2 separate regions of the Rattus norvegicus genome follow, and region 1 is linked to region 2. A link is a contact called in public Hi-C data. All regions are on one chromosome and are shown on one strand. Each heading gives the region's core, a stretch centred on a gene start, on an enhancer-like site or on the middle of the called end of the contact. The rest is flanking DNA. Distances are from core to core; before and after follow the strand shown.

Evidence for each region. Hi-C and Micro-C count contacts between places; a contact is called where the count stands out from the background.
Region 1: a Hi-C map of mammary epithelial cells shows a contact between it and region 2, with 2.3 times the contacts expected there. The contact joins two enhancer-like sites. A contact is called at or near these places in 3 of 12 Hi-C or Micro-C datasets (the Rat2 cell line, frontal cortex and mammary epithelial cells).

What each region holds. Positions count from the first base shown.
Region 1 is chrX:6,357,348-6,360,266 of GRCr8, reverse strand. No RefSeq gene overlaps it. Among named protein-coding and RNA genes, the nearest start is that of Mir221, 340 kb to the right of the region's middle. Within about 2 kb of position 1,541, at least 7 of the 93 cell types and tissues checked have an H3K27ac peak or open chromatin away from gene starts, as enhancers often do.
Region 2 is chrX:6,014,699-6,017,476 of GRCr8, reverse strand. LOC120099382 (a long non-coding RNA gene) reads right to left here. Exons shown (of 9, transcript XR_005498566.2): 7 at 28-214. All of the region lies in intron 1 of LOC120099384 (a long non-coding RNA gene), which reads left to right. Among named protein-coding and RNA genes, the nearest start is that of Mir222, 6.5 kb to the left of the region's middle. Within about 2 kb of position 1,451, at least 1 of the 93 cell types and tissues checked has an H3K27ac peak or open chromatin away from gene starts, as enhancers often do.

The DNA of each region.
Region 1 (2,919 bases), core at 292-2,791, 340 kb before region 2:
CAGGTTTGTCATAGGCTGCTAGGAAATAAAGGGACACTGATGCTCACAAAGGTTCCTAGAAAAATTAAAAAGAATAATACAGTTATAAGGTCAATCATGATATCTACTGTGTTAGAAAAGAGTATTATTGCTGATCAAGGAATCTCCAAGGGACATAGAACTGCACTTAGTCAGGGACAAAATACTTGGAGACTTCCCTAAGAGAGTATAATCCTCAACAAACTACAAGTGAGTTTGTATTGAAAGCCTGAGTAACAGAAGAATAGAAAGGTATGATGATCTGAGGGAAGCATAGGTGTTACTGTGGACAAAGCACACTGCTCTACACAAGATAGGGAACAGAAGTACTGCCTTGTTCATAGTCACAGAAGGCTCTTTAGAATCACCTTTGCTGGGTTGCATTTCTTTTTAAGAAGGCTTACCTACCACCAACATAGAAATTTTAGAAGTTAAATTTGCAAGCTAGTTCCGTCAAAAAGAGAGCATACACAAGAGATTCTGAGACCCTTAGAAAGAGCTAGCAAGTATTTTTCAAGGGACTGGCTTTGCTACAAGTGATCCCCACAAGGTATTGGGGAAAAGAGATAACTCTAGATTTCATACTCATAAACATCAGAGGGAATTGATGTTGGGCAGCAGTTCTTGACTTGTGGGTTACAATCTCCTGGGGATTGTTGACTGATCCTTTCACCCAAGTCTCCTGATACCATCAGAAAACACAGATATTGTGTTATGATTCATTACAGTGGCAAAATTATAGCTAAGAAATAGCAATAAATTAATGGTTAGGGACAATAAAACATGTGGACCTGTACTAAAGGGTTGCAGCATTAAGAACATTGAGAACCTCTGATGGGTAACACCACAGTCTTCATGGGTAAAGAGGTTGTTATGGTCATGGGTAAAGAAACAATGATCACTCAATGTTTGTCAGAGAAGGAAGACATCTAGTTACTTTTGTTTTGTTCAGTGGCTTTATTTTACTTTATTTTTCCCTTTTCCACTGTTTTTGTGAGCTGAGAACATCATGGCCTGTCTGCCAGCAGGTCCATTTCTTACTTTCTCTGCTTGTCAGTAGGAATGTATTTCATTTTCTCAGTGACACCCCTCCTCACTTTCACTCATCAAAGTTAAATAAAACAGCCTTATTTAGTGGCTGTGCAAATCCTAGGGATATGCCAGTCCTTGTACCACCTGGGATATGCCACCAAAACCCTGTAAGAAGTTTGTTCAAATTTTATGCCACCAAAACTCTGTAAGAAGTTTGTTCAAATTTTAATAGTAAGACATTCTCTGACTTAAAAATCTGTAGTCTTTCTTTTGCCATAGATTCTTCACTTCTTTTGTATTTTAGGAGGTACATGCCAAAAGCAGCTTCAGGCCCCAGTGTTTCAGTCCACACCTTTATACTCTTTATACTTGCTTTTCTTTTTTGGAAACTTTTTTTTTTGATGGGAGGTAATATTTGGGGATTTTGCAGGCATACAGCAGGGGTCACCGTGGAGCTGTGTATGTTGGAGAGGCCTCTCACCATAGTTGTTCTGAAATAGCATAGGGCTTAATTGTGCGTTTCAGATGTGTATTCTTTTTGTTCTGACTGTTCAATAAGACAGCACTTGGCAATGGTTGCCAACAGCACCGTTTTAATAACAAATACAGTTGTTTGAAGGAAAAGAGAAAAGGTACCTTCATACACAGTGTTTACCAAAAAAAAAAAAAAAAAAAAAAAAATCCATGTCAAACACTAAGAGACTCTGAAAAAAGTGGTTACAAAATGTGTTTACTTAAATATTGTGAAATGAGGATGGAAATTCGCAGGGCAGGGTATTTGTCATCTACTCATGACTAGCAGATGGCGGCCTCCTCCTCCTCCTCCTCTGCAAGCTGAGTGACTCACATTGTACAGGGTGTGCAAAGTGAAATTTCGAAACTCTACCGAGTAGAGGTGGCAGTGCCATAACTTGATGCTGGAGGAGTGTGCCAGCCAGATGACTTTGCCAGCCAATATGCTGCCAAAGACTTCACAAAATGTCTCTTACTGGAAAGAGTTTGGATGTACGTTCAGTCCATCATCTCTGAAAGGATCAAGGAAATGCTTCAGGTTGTGGATAAGCCTGGGTGTGTATGTGAAGGGGAGGATGGTCTGCCTTGCCAGACCAGAACTGGGTGGTAATCACTGCTACCAAGGTGAGTCATGCCAGATGCACTCACCTGTTTTGGCTTGTCAGCCCTAGAATGGTGGCAGGTCTGCCTCTAGCCAACAACAGAACAAAGTCTAGGTTGTTATCACAATCCTCCAATAAATGGAAGATTAAGTCAAGTTTAGAAATGATCATTAACGTTCAAAGACATATTTTTTTTCTCTTTTGTTTAATCAAAAGGAACTCTGGATCTGCTATGTTTAACCAAAACACTAGGGTTGTATTTTAGGTAATTATATTTGTTTAAAAATAAAGAATTTTAGCTAGATTCTAATATTCCTTCATGTGATAGGCACCAATGATGCTCCTAACCTCCCATGTTCTGAATCCCCTCGTGTTTCCTCTTTGGTGAAGTCCCTTGCTCTGATGGTGAAGAAAAACCTTGCAGTTTCTACCTGGCTCTCCTTGAATACTTGCTCTAAAAGAAGCCAGTTGTCCTGTAAAAAAATCTGGCTACCCCTATACTACTGTCCTTTGAGGAAGCCACATGAAGTATCTAGATGAAGAGAGAAATGCCTGCAAAGCCTTTAGCTGTTTCTCAGATCTTAGCAGTTGAGACCGATGTGGCTAAAGAAGCCATTTCTGATGTCTTGCTCAGTTGAGTCTCCTAATGACTCCAGCTGCCATCTGGGTCTAACCACCTGGGAGAACCCAAGGACCACCTGGCTGAGCCCATTCAACTTATAGAATAATTGGTCCTAATAATATATTGTTTTAA
Region 2 (2,778 bases), core at 202-2,701:
AGAAAGACAGCAGTATATAGTTCTTACCTAAAATCAAGTATTTGCTGCCAAAGTGGTTGAGGCTGGTTGCCGTGTAGTGAAAATGAATCTATTACAAGCCAAGGACCATGTCACATCCTGACAATAGCATTCTCCTTCTGGCCTCAGTTTAGTTGTAGAGGCTGGGCTGTGCTCATACTGACCCTGCAAGGATTTTCCCAGTGCATGGCCGGTTCTGGAAAGCAAAAAACAAATACTTAGAGAAATACCACCAAGCCAGTTAAAACTTAAAGATTAACAATTGAGAAAGGTAGTGCTGGGAAGATATTTGATAGTCTCTAAGTACTTGTCATAAAAGCAGGAGGATGTGAATTCAGTCCACAGAATCAAAGTTGGAAAAACAAACAACAAAAACAGGTATGATATGATGTTCAGTTATAATCCTAGCAATGGAGAGAGAGAGATGAAGACAGGTGTATTCCTTGAGCTTGCTGATCAGTGAGACTCCTCTGATTGATGAGTTCCAATAAGACAAGGTCTTAAGAAATGGTGGACAGCACCCAAGGACAACAGACCTCTGGCCTATGCACCACACACAAGAGAAGGAAACATTAAAGAAAAAAGATCAAGAGATCTGCTTTCAACTAGAGACCATCTATTGTTATACTAAATAATATGCAATATAAAAAAGAAGAGGGTACTAAAAAGGATCACTATTATCAACAAAGTACAAGGGATGTCAGCCACCACAGCAAAACTAGAAACATAGGTAGGAGAAGATATGCACTCTGACATTCCTCAGTAGAGACATCAGCTTCTGGAATGGATCTTTAAAGGATTAGCAAGTGGAGAAAATCTGAAAGGTTTAAGAAGGGGGGAAGTAACTTTTGTGGCCTTAATTTAAAAAGTTAGAAAACATTAGAGTCCAGAATCCACAAGAAAGCAAAGATTATTCCTGAGCTTGGAAGAAGGCAAGAGATGAAGGAAGTCTTTCTTCCTGTGCAGAGAAACAGTGGTCAACTTCATGACTATGTTGAAAGCGGAAATGACAGGAATAAAATTGCTGCTTATATTGATGGTAAGTAACACAGGGGAAATCTGGTTCCCCTTTCTGTGAGGGGAAGAAGTGGTCATGGGAGGTATGCCTTGAAAGACTTAGATGAAAGTAAGGTGGGGTTGGGGCTGGGGGCGGGGAGGGTACTGCTGGTATGCCCAAGAATATAACTATCAGTTAAAAAGGAGAGATGTTAAGAGGGATGGAACGTAGCTCAGCAGCAGTGTCTACCTGTCACATGTAAGGCCCTGGCATCTATATCAAGCCACTCCTTCCCTGACAGAAGGCTCTGCATTTTTCAGCAGCTGAAATCTAGGCTCCAGACCTCAAAGTCCATGTTATTCTCCTTCTTCCTATGATATAAAGACTGTCTCAGGTTCTCATGGGAAATTACCATTCATTTTCTGACACAATCTCTCTTGTAAGCCTTATTGAGATGATCAAACCCTTTGTAGTGGGGGGAAAAAGTCCTAGACATGGCCATTCTTTTACTTTCCCACTTTAACAGTAGTAGCACTAATATGGAAATCCCACACCGACTGGAGGGAATTGTCATGCCCATCACCACATTTTTTCCTGTCCCTTTATAAAACTGGCAAAGAGCAGAATCATAAGTAATAAAAGAGTAGTAGCAGATGATTTGGCCAAAATGAAACAAAGGAACAGGCTCTTCCTTGACTGAATTTCATTTCCAGACAGAATTTTACGTTCTTTGTTCACCTTTATTACTATAGCCCCTAATGTTTTTAAAGCTAAAATACAGCTGAGTGATTTTTCCAACCATGGACACAACATTTAGAGACAAGACCTCTCAAGATCCGAGGAGATAAGACGTGTTTTGTTTTCAACATGCAAATAGTGATAGACAGAAGGCTCTTAGGAAAACTGTCATGTACCAATACACCAAGCAAGTTACAAAACAGTATGTCTATTGGAGCTCTCAACCAGGATATAAGCCACAAAACAAAAACAAACACAAAAATCAACCCCATATTTCTTTGACCCCATTACATTTGAAAAATGCACACAGCAGTATTTCCTTCTAAATATAAAAGGTCCTAAGAAATCTAGCAGGCAGGTAGACTATTTTGCTTTTCCTGTCAGTTTCTTTGCCCATAGAAATCTCATGCTTCCTCAATACATTTGTTAAGTACCATCTCAGAATAGTGGAGGCTATACTTGGCCCTATATAGTATATCACATGTGCTGATGCCAAGTTTGGGTGGCCAATTATATAAGGAGTGCTCTAAAGGCAATTTCTTCAAAACCACATAGGGGAAAAAGTAAGAGAGATAGTAAGGGACACTGAAAGTGACAAGTACCTGGAGAAGAAATATACTATCAACATGCCCCAGGTCAGAAAGGAAGATACCAATGCACAGACCAATCTTCCAGGAAAAAAAAATCAACAGCACCTGCCTTTACCTATGATTTTGTGAGTCACTGACAACCAATTATTTATGATTTAGTGTCCCTTTTGGAAGAACTGGAATCAATTACACTGGATTTTATTTGCTGTATTATATTCCAGTTTTGAATGAAGCCAGAGCACCAAGTGGAATTAGATTACCATTTCAATGTTCCTCTATTTCCATGTTGTGGAGGGTCTACTCTAGTCTCTACACAATACTGTACTAGTAATACAGACATGTGGGTAATCACACAAGCAATGCTGGGGTACACAGAGCTGGGTTTTCTCTGCGTCTCTGACTCTTATAACAACTTTAGAAAACTAAGCACTTGTG